2 separate regions of the Mus musculus genome follow, and region 2 is linked to region 1. The links are chromatin contacts, called in public promoter capture Hi-C maps. All regions are on one chromosome and are shown on one strand. Each heading gives the region's core, a stretch centred on a gene start, on an enhancer-like site or on the middle of the called end of the contact. The rest is flanking DNA. Distances are from core to core; before and after follow the strand shown.

Region 1 (6,761 bases), core at 2,542-5,041:
AGTTGAGGTTTCCTGTTTACAAAGCCCTTTCCTCCCAAGAGAGACTATCTCTTAGGCCACCGATGCTACCGATGTCTCCAGTGGTATAATGCACGTACAGTGTTGCAGGTTTCCGTGTTGGCTTTTGGCAGTTCTGCAGTCGAGCTGAGCGGACCAGGGAGATTGATTGGCAGCCTATTATGGAGTCCTGCTGAGATTTGGGTTATTTTTCTTGAGAAAGGTAAAGAGGATTCTTCTTGACGGGAGAGATGACCGTGATTCCATGATGGCCCCCTCTCCTCCTCCCCCCACCCCCCCCGTAGATGAAGTAGAAGGTACCTCATGTGGGAGTAGTAGTTGAGTATGGGAGTCAAAGGCCTGTTTGTGTGCTCAGTGATTTGGTATTTCTCTTGTCCAAGAATTATGGCAGCTTGGCAGGTTATTCTACCCATCATTCCATGCAAATCCACAAAGCTGGGTAGCTTCTGAAGAGAAGAGGTTTAATGTTGTACACCAGGAGGCTGAGGGTCCAGACGTCACAGCACACGCCATGCTAAGGTACCAAGAGCTACTTTTCCTGAGGGAATGTCCCTGAAACTTGTCAGGCAGCAGCACAGGAGCCAGACTGTGTTAGTGCCCTCTAAAGGTCTCTACACCCCAGCGGCCTGCTGACTTACTGCTAGGCCCCACCTTATAAAAAGTCTCTTTACCTCTTAACAGCCTTTGGGGTGCATACTCAGACTAAAGCGTGGACTTCCTTCCACCTCATGTTAACTTAGTTGCATGTTAGTAACTGCTACTCACATACTCAGTGTTAGTCAGTGAGTGGACAAGATAAGGTAGACATGTTTCTTTCTCTTGAATTTCAGGATGAAACCTAAGTGAACACAGAGGAGTGTGTGTAGCTTGTTTGGATGAGCAGTTAGAACACATAGCTACAATAGCCCCCGTCTGGTTACTTACTACCTGTCTGGACGAGCAGTTAGAACATAGAGCTACTGTAGCTGCTGTCTGGTTACTTAGCTGTCTGGTTACTTACTTACCTGTCTGGACAAGCACTTAGAACACATAGCTACCATAGCGGCTGTCTGGTTACTTAGCTCTGGTGTGGAGCAGGGGCAACTCTTTGACCTCAAAATTAACATCAGAAATGGTTGGTTCAAACTTACAGGGGCAAATTCTGAACATTGAGGAGTTTTGTTGAAATGGGCTGCCTCAGGAGGTACCGTGATCTGTTGGCCATAGGTAGTATGGCAGTGGCTTTTTCTTGGCGATTCATGAAGGAATATATCTTGAGTATTTCTGTTCTGAAGATCTGAGATCTCAGATGGTCCCAAAGTGTTAAAATGGAGCTCCAAAAACTTTTCGATTCTAGGGTGTTTTGTATTTTGGGCTTCTGAATCAAGGATGCTTGGACAACAGAGTCCTTCGAAGACACACTAAGTGTGGAAATCCCTGGAATCTGGAACACTTCCGTTCCGGGTGTTCCACATAAAGGACACTCGCCTGCACACAGGTATCAGGTGAGCGTTGGGCAAGGAAAGGGTCACATTCTCGGTACTGCTGACTTTTGAACATGGTGATTTGGTGATGGGGGTAAGCTAAGCATTTTAAAATGTTTAGTAGCATCTCTGCATCTACCACTTGATAATAGTGACACTCTCCTAAGCTGGGACACTCCACAGCGGCATCTCCAGATAGCATTGGTTAGTTAACCCTGAGAGATGAGACCCAGAGACAACTCTGGAAATGGACATTTGTTTTGGGGGAGGGGTGCATCGTGTGGCATAGATTATTAGCATATGAGAAGAGATTTCAAGGCCTGTGTAATTGGGGTGGTGGTTTTCTGTTACACTCCAATTTAGGGAGACTTTCAGGGGTCCAGAATTTTCAGGATATTCGTGATGTTGGTAAGCTTGAAAATGCTGGCTGTTCTTTGTGACTTTTTTCTGGGCGAGGCTCATGGGAGAGTGGGGAGCCTTAGACAAGGTCTGAGCAGAGGCATGCATCCTACACATGAGGAGCAGGTGACAGCCAAGCTTGACTGCAGTCAGGGCAGACCCAGAGGTCCTGCCCCTCCAAGCTGCTCTGTCCTGCTCTAGCCTGTGCAGCTGTACTGGGGGAGATGACATGTTTCTGGGGAATTTGTTAACTCATCATGGCCTGAATTCTTGTCTTCTTTGTTTCCGAGGTGCAACTTGGCCAAGTTTCTTAACTTCACCATGCCTCATTTTATTGGTTTTAATTTTTAAAAGATTCCAGGGATGGGAGGTGATGGCTCAGTTGGCAAAGTGCCTAAGGACCTGAGTCCACCCCCAAAACCCATTTAAAAAATTTTGGTGTAGGGACATACGCTTATAATCCTGGTGCCAGCGAGGCAGATACAGGTAGAATCCTGGAGTTTGCTGGCCAGCCAGCCTGCTCCCTCCCCCTGCACACACCCCCATACCACCTCCCACCCACCCCCAGATAAGGTTTCTCTGTGTATTCTTATCTGTCAAAGAACTCGCTCTGTAGATGGGCTGGTTTTGAACTCAGTGATCCACCTGCCTCTGCCTCCCAAGTACTGGGATGCCTGTTCAGCTAGCCTACTTGAGGAGTTTCAGGCCAGTGAAAGATCCTAACTGAAAAATTAGAGTAGATGGCTCTGTGGAACAACACCTGAGTTTACCCTCTGGCCTCCACACTCAGACATATGCAACCCCCCACCCACCCACATACACACATGCACCTATACAAAATTTCATTAAACTGTATATAATGTGGAACTGATTGTTTAATTTAAAGCATATTCATCATCATGTAGCCATTCTACAGTCCATCTCCAGAGCAGGTTCTTCTTTCTCATCTGCAACCCTATGTGTCTTGGCCACTCCCCAGTTGTCTCCCTGCCCCTCTCCACCTGCCACTTCTATTGTCTCCCCACCCCTATCCACTGGCCACTCCCATTAGCTCCCCACCCCATCCACTGGCCACTCCCATTGGCTCCCCACCCATCCACTGGCCACTCCCTGTTGTCGCCCCCGCCCCTCTCCACTGGCCATTCCCCATTATCTCCCCACCCCTCTCCATTGATCACTCCCTGTTGTCTTCCCACCCCCTCCACTGGCCACTCCCTTTCTCCATTGATCACTCCCATTGTCTCCCCGCCCCTCTCCACCTCTCTATTTTGTGTCTTTACAAAATGGCTCTTCTAAGAACCTCATATAAGTAGAGTCACAAAGCAGCATGCGTTTAGGGTCCACCCATGTCATGTAAGGTGTCAGGCTGTTCTTTCTATTGTAAACAGATGCCATGTTGTCTGTCCCTGGACACTGGGATGCTTTCAGTTTTACGTGATTATGTGAAATGTTGCTGTAGTGCTAGGCTTTGTTTAATTTTTTTGGTTTTGGACAGTTGGGTTCTGTTTTCTGATGGCGATGGAAACTGAATCCCAATGCACTGAATTTATGCATTTGTTTCATTTGATGTGAAGTGGGGGAAAAAAAAAAAGGCTCGTTTGGTTTGGCTCACGGTGGTGCTTCCAGAGCGCTGGGCACCGGCTTGTGCTGAGTCCTGCTCTCTTTGGTTGCTTTTACCTCTTTTACATTTCTCTGCCCTGATGGTGAATCAAAACCAAGCAATGACTAATAGATTTTTTTTTTTTTAATTTCTGCCACTTCATGTCCATCCCAGGACTGACATTTTCCCAGTGTTCTGTGTGTCTCCAAGGGCTCAATAAAAGCTCTGACTTGTTCTAGTTCTCTGCAATGCCCTTCACTGAGGCTCGCTGTCAACACTGTAAGATTGTTTCTTCTAACAGTCTGCTAATGGCAGCTTGCTACACATAGACCCCCTGAGGTCCACAGAGCAGGATTTTGACTCATCTGTCATTCAAAGAGACTACTGATAGCCTGAGGGGGAGATTCAGACACAGTTGGTGAATTTTGTTACTTTGTTCCTGACTCCTGCTTAAACACCCAATCTCCCTCCCTCTGTGGGAAGGCATATTTTTGGCTGGCCCTTTTCTCTTTGTGCGGTGCCATCTGTCACAGGGGTCATTGCTTAGAACCTGGCTTCTTCCCGGCTGGAGCAGGTGGTCACAGCCAGTGGCTATTGACAGAGTTGGGCCTTTGGAGCTTACCAGTGTGCCCCCCACCCCCCTATGCTGTGAGTGTGGTTGTTACCCTTCAGAGGAAGAAGAGAAAGCTGAATAATGCAAAGCTGATTTTGAATTGTTGATTTATTCTTGTGTTCCAACTACTTGACTCTTCTTGTCTGTCTGTCTGTCTGTCTGTCTGTCTGTCTGTCAGCCTGTTCCGCTGGACCCTCAGACCGGGTTGAAAGAATGCACAGAACACAAAGAAAGCAGTGTCTTTGGCAGTTCTGGCTAACATAATCGCTCAGAAGGCACTTGGCCTTTGCTGGAAGGGACAATCTTGCTGGAAGGACCCCGGTTTCAAAGTCTTATTTAAATGGAGTGTGTCTGCAGCTACTCGGGATTCGGGGCCTGACTCAGCCCAGCGCTGAGTCACTGAGCCGGCTTCATTCATGGATCATGTGCTCTCACACAGCTTGGTGGCAGAGGGGAGAGAATTACTATTTTCAAATGTTCCTTCCTGAGGTAGCATGGTCCAGAAGTGAGCCGAGAGACAGGATGCTGGAGTTCTATTCTTGGCCCAGCTATGCACCTTCAGCAAGATACAGCCCCGCCTCCCGCCATGTTAATATGGAAGGATGGGAACCTAAGTTAAACCAGCAGGGCAGGGGAGAATAGGAGAGGTTTTTAAAAGGTTTTCTCAGAGAGATTTTGAGGAACCGGGCTCCCAAATCCCTGTCTCTCTGGTGCGCCAGTACATTGTTGCCATATGGTGCTCAAAAGACTTGGCGTGGGGAAATAGTGCGACCTTGTCCACAGACATACTCAGCATCCTCAGACTCTTCTTTTCACACCCTCATGGCATCCCATAGTTCCTGCACTGCGTGTGCACTGTGTGTGCATTTGTGTTCTAAAAAGCACTAATAGGAGCTGAGAAACTAAGGGTGCTTGCTGCCCAGCCTGATGACCCGAGGTGATCTCCAGAATCCACACGGTGGAAGGAGAGACCCAGTTCCCACGAGTTGTTCTCTGACCTCCACATGTATGTCATGGCTTGTGCATGAACACACACACACACACACCTTTTTCAGAGCAATGATTTATAGGATAAATTACTGCAAACATTAGTATATTTATATATTGTATAATCTAGGTGGCTGAAGCCAGCCTGACCCAGAGTCAGGTGTTACTGGTTTCTCGGGGCCTCCTTAGCTCTGTGTGTTTGCATGCTCTGCCTTCCCTAGTTGGAAAGACTCGTATGTCTAAACTGAGAGCTGGGTGTGGTCCTGCCTCCCATCTCTCCTAATTCCCGGAGAGGTGAAGTCTTTCCTACCAGGCTGTGTCGTCCTTCAGTTCACGGCACAGCACTTCTTTTTCTGACACTTGAACCGCAGTGCTGAGGTGTCTCTAATCTTTGTTTACAGAGTTCTCTCATTTTTATTATGAAATATTTTAAGTGTGCAGATAAGCATAGAGAATAATTTATGTGCTTACTATTTTGATGAATAAATAATTATAAGTATAACCCCACCTCCCCACCCCCAAGCACCATGTCTAATGAAACTCCTAGCCATTTTGAACAAACTTTTTTTTTTTTTTTTTGGCAAGGTCCTATTGCAGAAAACCTGATTCCCTGTAGCAAGTGTGCTGTCCATGTCCTGTACATGCTGTCTGGTGACCTAGGGCAAACTGTTTCACGTCCCTGAGTTTTATGTTTCTCACCCATACAGTGAGAATAATAACAACACCTGCCTGTCTGGTTACTTTAGAATCAATGTGGCAATATATGTGGTGCTCTGCAAAGCCCTGTCTTATGCATTGGGCCAGTCCTCTCTACAGACAGGTGACAGCAGTGACCCCAGGTTGTGGGGGAGGGTACTGGGGATGGGCTGCTCAGGAAGTGATGGCTGAGTCTCAGGGCTTTCTTAGCCTGCTGAAAGTCTACCTGTACTGTGCACATGTGTGTGTGTGGGTGCATATGTATAGTGTGTGTGTGTGTATGTGCATGGCATGTGTATGGGGTGTGTGTGTGTGTGTTGTGTATATATGTAGTGTGTGTGTGTGCATGGTGTGTGGTGTGTATGTGTAGTGTATGTGTATGTGCATGGTGTATGTTTATGTATATGTGTAGGGTATGTATATATATGGTGTGGGTGTGTGGTGTGTATGGTGTGTATATATATGTGTGTGTGTGTGTATTTGTGTTTGGTGTGTAGTGTGTGTGGTGTGTATATGTAGGAGTCCAGAGATATCTGTTGTTTCTTACCACCACTTGGGTTGTTTTGTTTTGAGACAGGGTCTCCTATTGGTCTGAAGCTTACTAATGCAGTTAGGCTAGCTGCCAGTTAGACTTTGAGATCTGCCCATCTCCACTCCCCAGCAAAGGATCACCAGGGCACACCACCATCCGTGTTAGCATTTGTTACTGCTGCTGCTGTTGGTTTTGAGTCCGAGGTTCTAGGGGGTCTCCGGCACTCATCTTCTGACACTGGCAACGTGTTGTCCTTTATTAACAGACTTCCCCAGCCCTTGCTGTTTCCTCCCTTGAGATGAGGAAGGCATTATCAGAACTGTCGAGGAAGACCTCTGCAGTGGTGCCTTATAGTTGGAGGAGGACATTGGGGTCAGCTAGAAATACAGTATAGGCAATTGGAAGGAACAATGTGGGGAACCAGCAGATAGAACGTTACAAGGAAGTATATCA
Region 2 (6,761 bases), core at 2,171-4,670, 210 kb after region 1:
GGAACTCGAATAATCCTTACCATTATGGCTACCAATTTGCATTCCTGCCAGCAGGGAATAAGAGCTCCTCTTTCTCACATCCTGACTAGTGTGGTGTATCCTTGCTCACTTTCTTCCTTTCTTTCTCTTACTTTTTTTTTTTGAGACACAGTTTCTCTGTGTAGCCCTGGCTGTCCCAGAACTCTCTCTGTAGAGCAGGCTGCCTCATTCTCCTGCTTCCATAACCTCTCGGTTGTGGTAGATTGAACCCTAGAGCTGTGAGACAAAATAAACTGTTCCTTAAGGTACATTCACCCCTGGAAGAATGGGAACGTTAAATGTGGTGGATGCACACACCTGTGCTCATCCACCTGCGTGGACACACCTGCGCTTATGCACCTCTGGAAGAATGGGAAAGCTAAATGTGGATGCACACACCTGTGTGCATTCACTTGTGTGCACACACCTGTGTGCATTCACTTGTGTGCACACACCTGTGTGCATTCACTTGTGTGCACACACCTGTGTGCATTCACTTGTGTGCACACACCTGTGTGCACATGCCTATGTCTATCCACCTGTGTGCACCCACCTGTGTGCATCCACCTGTGCACATGCACCTGTGTGCACACACCTGTGCTCATCCACTGGGATTCCATACAGCAGCTAGCTCTAAGGTGACTAGAGAAAAAGAAAGCTGTAGATAGGGTGTCTGTAAATGATCAGAGATGTCTGGCCTATAACGTCATAGATATTTTCTACCTACTGCATAGAATTCCACATTTGACTCTGATGGCTTGGGGTAGAGCAGCCATCTTGTGACTAAGGAACAATAAGAGAATTCCAGGCAAGGCCCTGAGACCATCAGATCAGATCCCTTAACCAAGACCAGCTTGCTGTCCCTGAAATAGTTTGCACGTGCAAAGTAAAACTCTAGTTTGCTAACCCGTGCACATCCGTTAGAGTGCAGTGGCAGACAGCAGAAATTTCGTTGGCTAGTTCAGACAGAAAGGGCTGGAAAAGCAGGCTCTAGGTCACAAACTACTGCCAGCTTTGGCAGTCACATGACCTCTGCCTGTGATTGAGAAATCACAGTCAGTACCACAGGAAGCTGGTAAACCAGGAAGCTGTTCGCAGAGCCCGCCTATCCTGCCACGGTCTGCGGGTGTCCCATAATACAAAGCTCTGCTCCAAATTTACTTACACAACATAAAGCCCAGACCCACAGCTCCAGGGCAGCTGGAAAATAAATGTTTGCTTAGCTTCCAGCTTTGGCAGCTCCGGAGAAAACTCACCAGCAGCTTTGGATGAATGCTGAGTCCAGCCCAGACGGAACCCCCTACTTTCCAGGCCAGCCCCACCCCATCAAGATACTAACTTCCAAATTGCATGTGACATCACTAGAACAGGACTTTAAAAAAACAGGTTGGGGTGGAATAAAACAAACAAACAAAAGTTCTGCAGCATAATTAGAAACTGATTAAGTTTCCAGTCAGTGGTGGCAGAGGCAGGCAGATCTCTGTGAGTTTAAGACATGTCTGGTCTACATAGTGAGACACCTCCCCCCCGACCCCCCGTATTAAAAAAAGAAAGAGAAGGAGCTGGTGAGGTGGCTCAGAGGTTGAGAGTACTGTTCTGAGTTCAATTCCCATCAACCACATGGTTTATAAGGGGGTCTGATGCCCTCTTCTGACATGGTAAGGTATGTGCAGCTGGGTACTCATACATTAAATACAATTTTAAAGAAGCCAGGCAGTGGTGGCACATGCCTGTAATCCCAGCACTTGGGAGGCAGAGGCAGGCAGATTTCTGAGTTTGAGGCCAGCCTGGTCTACAAAGTGAGTTCCAGGACAGCAGGGCTACACAGAGAAACCCTATCTCAAAAAACCAAAAAAAAAAAAAGAAAGAAAGAGGAAAACAAACAAACAAACAAACAAACACACACACAAGCCAGGTTGCATTTGATCCTAGTATTTGGGAGGTTGGGGCATGAGAATAGTGAGTTCAAGGCCATCCTAGGGTACATATTAGGTTCTGGGATATCCTGGGCTACATAAGAGTCTTTCTCAAAACAAAAGACTAATAAAACCAACAAACACAAGAAACCAGACAATAGCAATACACAAACACAAATCAACATTTTACTTTTAATGAAGTGTACATGTTCAGTGATTATTAGCACCAATGAGTAAAGAGCGGAGGAGTTGTGCAGGAACCAAACTGTGAAAGAAAAGCAAAACGATGCTGGAAAGCAGAGCCCCGCAGTGTGGAGAGTGCGACACTCTGAGCGCTAAGTCACTCAACTTATTAATCTTAAAAATGACAGTACAAAAGTACTGTTACTTTAATACATCATTTTAAAATGCCATACTTTACTTACCACCTCAGATCTAATCCATTAAAATTAATACATCATAATTTTTCTTTTAAAATTTATTTTATTTTAATAATTTAATAATTTATGTTTGCAGGCATTTTTCCAGTGCCCGTGTCTGTGCACCATGAAAGCACAGTACCAGCACAGACCAGAAGAGGGCATCAGATCCTCTGGCACTGGAGTTACAGACAGTTGTGAGCTACTCAGTGGGTGCTGGGAACTGAACCACGGTCCTTTGGAAGAGCAAGCCAGCGTTCTTAACCGCTGGGCAGTCTCTCCAGCCTCCTGGAAACTCTTCATGTTTTGATTTCTTTGGGTAAACTGTAGTGCATACCTCCCCATTCATCTTTATTTAATGCCTACACCTTCCCCATCCATAGCCCCTTCACCCAAATCTACTCCTTTGAAGTGGAAGGGATCTCTGTGTACTGACTGGTTCTGTGTGTCAACTTGACACAAGCTGGAGTTATCACAGAGAAAGGAGCCTCCCTTCAGGAAATGCCTCCATGAGATCCAGCCATAAAGCATTTTCTCAATTAGTAATCAAGGGTGGAGGGCCTGTTGTGAGTGGTGCCATCCCTGAGCTGGTAGTCTTGTGTTCTATAAGAAAGCAAGCTGAGCAAGCCAGGGGAAGCAAGCCAGTAAGTAACATCCCTCCATGGCCTCTGCATCAGCTCCTGCTTCCTGACCTGCTTGACTGGCTTCCTTGGTGATGAACAGCAGTATGGAAGTGTAAGCTGAATAAACCCTTTCCTCCCCAACTTGCTTCTTGGTCCTGATGTTTGTGCAGGAATAGAAACCCTGACTAAGACACTCAGGCTCCACAGCTGGGTGCCAAGACCTCCATAATGCTTCTCTTGCAAGGCCATATCTAAGTGCAGCTGACTTCCCACGATGAAGGGAGAAAGATCAGCCCGGAGGAATTCACTCAGCTCTGAGCCTGGAGAAGCTGCCACCATCCAAGTCTAGCAGGATCTTAGGGCAAGGATTGAGCAATGGCAGAGAGTACAGTCACCCCCCAGCCCCCCAATCCCTTCCTAACCCGCTTGACCTGGCTCAGCTCTGAGGTGTTTATGGCAGCTTTCTGCAGGCACAGCCATCTGTCACCTGCCTTGTTTCTTGGTATCAGCTACCCCACAGAAGGGCTAGTGAGCTTTTGAGGTGTGGGGGTGGACTGAGCCACAGGCTGGCCCTCTGCTGTGATGGAGACCCTAGAGTCCCAGGTAAGGTTGGGGGATGGGAAATGATAACCCCTGTCATGAGCTTCCTTGAGAACCTGACCTACATACAGTAAGATGCTTGGCTACCTGTCTTGGGTCTAGGCAGAGGTGAGACACCCTCCAGGGTAAAGGTTTGTCCTGGGGAGACGGTGCAGCTGCAGGGACTTATTCACTCAGGGTTGCAGGAGGAACTGCTCCTTGGCGTTTTGTCATAGCTGCCTGCTGAATAAAGAGGGACTCGGGCCGGCGGCAGAGGAGTCACTATTGCCCCGAGAGGACTGGACATGTCTGAGGCCCTGCCCTTCCCCAGCAACAAGACCTCAACCCCTGAATGCAATTTGAAGACACTGTACTGGGCATGTGTCCACAATGACCTTGCTGAGCTCCAAGCCAGGCTGGACGCTGGTGTGTCCCCAGAGGAGGCCTCCCAAGTGGACAGCAACGGGAGGGTGAGATGCCCCAGGGCTCACCAGAACAGTTGAGGACAGTCCAGGCTTCATACATAACATCCTGGTCTGGGTCCCCAGAGAGTCACAGAGTCATCCCCACTCTAGATGGGTGAAAACCATCTTGACAGGGGTTGGGATAGGCCCTGGGGGAAAACAGACTTAGGAGGGAAAGGAGGTCCTAAGAAGAACTTAGTGGAAAGTGGGGGTCCAAGCTGCTCTGTCCCCTAGACAGGCCTCATGGTTGCATGCTACCATGGCTTTGGTTCCATTGTGGCTCTGCTCAGCTGCTGTCCTTTCCTGGATGTGAACCAGCAAGACAAAGACGGGAACACAGCCCTCATGCTGGCTGCCCAAGCAGGTGTGAGACACAACGCCCCACCCCAGCCCACACCTACCCCACCTTCACCCCCAACTCCATCCCACCCTCACTCCCAGCCATTAGGACAGCAGCCCCAAACCTTGCACAAGAGTCTCCCAGGCCAAGCTTCAGCATTCCCTTACCTTGAGAGACTAGCTATGTGGTCCTGTCTCTGCAGGTCACATGTCTCTTGTGACTCTCCTGCTCAACTACTTTGCTGGCCTGGACCTGGAACGCAGGGACCAGCGGGGACTCACAGCTCTGATGAAGGCTGCCATTCAAGATCGCTCCGAGTGTGTAGTTGCCCTCCTTATGGCAGGTGTGCAATGGCAGGTGTGCAATGGCAGGTGTACTATGCCATATGTGCTTTGCCAGGTGTGCTATGGCAGGTGTGCAGTGGCAGGTGTTCTCTGCCAGGTGTGCGCTGGCAGGTGTGTTCTAGCAAGTATGCTCTGACATGTGTACTATGGCAGGTTGCTATGAAAAATGTGCTGTGGCAGGTGTGCTGTGGGAGGTGTGCTGTGGGAGGTGTGTAATGGCAGGTGTTGTATGGCTGCTCATGTAGGTGTGAGACACCACACTCCCACCTCATCCCACAGCAATCCCACCCTTACCCCCAACTCCACCCCATCCCCACTCCCAGCCATTAGGGCCACAGCCCCTGTGCTATGGCAGGTATACTATGGCAGGTCTGCTATGGAAGGTGTAATATGTATGGCAGGTGTGTAATAGCAGATGTGCTATGGCAGGTGTGCTATGATAAATGTGCTGTGGCAGGTGTTCTCTGGCTGGTATGTAATGGCAGGTGTGTTATGGCAGGTGTGTTATGGCAGGTGTGAAGCTGCACTTTCTCCACTACCACCCCAGCAGATACCATTTAGCTACAGCAAGAGAGGTGGAGCCGGGCAGTAGTAGTGCATGCCTTTAATCCCAGCACTTGGGAGGTAGAGGCAGGTGGATTTCTGAGTTCGAGGCCAGATTGGTCTACAGAGTGAGTTCCAGGACAGCCAGGGCTATACAGAGAAACCCTGTCTCGAAAAACCAAAAAACAAAAACAAAAACAAAGAGAGATGGGAATGGAATATGGATCGAGGCCAACTTATTGGAGGAGGCCCGTGCTACCACCCTCTCACAGTCTACTAGTGCAGTTAGCTACAGCTGTTTATGGGGGTCCCAGCAAAGAGTGTAGACATAAGATGGGGAAAGGTGTGAGGGTGTGGTGGTACCTAAAACCAGACTCTTGAGTTCTAGTCCCAGCCTTGCCTCTGCCCGAGGCCCGGGCGGAGAAAGATGGCCACAGCACTGTGAAGGTTGATGGATGGGGTATCCGTGAGGACTGATTCCAACCTTAGGCAGTATTCAGTTGCAGCTGGAGCCTTGCATGGGGAGGAGGACCACTCTCTGTGTGTGGAAGACCACTCTGTGTGTGTGGAGGACCACTCTGTGTGTGTAGAGGACCACTCTGTAGGTGGAAGACCACTCTGTGTGTGTAGAGGACCACTCTGTGTGCATGGAGGACCACTCTGTGTCTGGAGGACCACTCTGTGTGTGTGGAGGACCACTCTGTGTGTGTAGAGGACCACTCTGTAGGTGGAAGACCACTCTGTGTGTGTAGAGGACCACTCTGTGTGCATGGAGGACCACTCTGTGTGCATGGAGGACCACTCTGTGTGCATGGAGGACCACTCTGTGTCTGGAGGACCACTCTGTGTGTGTGGAGGACCACTCTGTGTGTGTGGAGGATCACTCTGTGTGTGGAGGGCCACTCTGTGTGTGTGGAGGATCACTCTGTGTGTGGAGGACCACTCTGTGTGTGAAGGACCACTCTGTGTATGGTCTTGTAGAGCCCTTCTTACTCCCTAAGGTGACTGATGGTGCCCTCTACTGGTTTCTCTGAGAAATCTCTGCCTCCACCTTTTCCCTTCCCAACCCCCGTGGGTGTTTCAGAGTGACTGTCTCTCTGGCCCCAGAGACAAGGGCATGAGAATGAAGAAACAAAATGGGAGGGGTCCAGCAACGGGGCACTGCCCCCAAGCAGCTGTGTCTTGAGCATACTATGCTCCACCCTGCTAGGGTGGCTCTGCGAGCCTGCTGGAGACCCCGTTTGCTCACTGCAAGGTTCCCCCAGTCCTGACCTTGGTAGCTTCCTGTCTCTTATACAGAAGTCTGCAGCCCTGGGCTTTCAGTCTGTGAGGTGTTTTGAATCTGGCTTAAATCAGCCCTGCTGCTGTAGAACGTGTCCTTGTACAGCCCGTGGCTCACTAACCAATCTGTCACACTGCGCCACTTGCAGGTGCTGACCTGAGCTCCGTGGATCCTGTCCGGGGCAAGACAGCCTTGGAATGGGCCGTTCTGACCGACAGCTTTGACACTGCTCA

Evidence for each region. Promoter capture Hi-C pulls out the DNA fragments that hold promoters and counts their contacts.
Region 2: a promoter capture Hi-C map of embryonic stem cells shows a contact between it and region 1, with 2.9 times the contacts expected there. The contact joins the promoter of Ankrd33 here to the enhancer-like site in region 1. A contact is called at or near these places in 10 of 39 promoter capture datasets (the 3T3-L1 cell line, the HPC-7 cell line, embryonic stem cells and 3 more), 2 of 484 Hi-C or Micro-C datasets (embryonic stem cells and liver) and 2 of 115 datasets of contacts at active chromatin or transcription factors (embryonic stem cells and stem cell-derived neural progenitor cells).

The regions. Positions count from the first base shown.
Region 1 is chr15:100,906,035-100,912,795 of GRCm38.p6, forward strand. Gm52176 (a long non-coding RNA gene) reads right to left here. Exons shown (of 3, transcript XR_003951486.1): 3 at 1-6,761. It also overlaps a transcript of Scn8a not described here. Among named protein-coding and RNA genes, the nearest start is that of Gm52176, 13 kb to the right of the region's middle. Within about 2 kb of position 3,792, at least 75 of the 459 cell types and tissues checked have an H3K27ac peak or open chromatin away from gene starts, as enhancers often do. A contact at or near this core is called in embryonic stem cells, stem cell-derived neural progenitor cells and trophoblast stem cells, where this site is marked.
Region 2 is chr15:101,112,324-101,119,084 of GRCm38.p6, forward strand. It overlaps Ankrd33 (ankyrin repeat domain 33), which reads left to right and starts at 3,421. Exons shown (of 5, transcript NM_001374225.1): 1 at 3,421-3,579; 2 at 3,792-4,025; 3 at 4,254-4,383; 4 at 4,562-4,702; 5 at 6,677-6,761. The coding sequence starts at 3,861.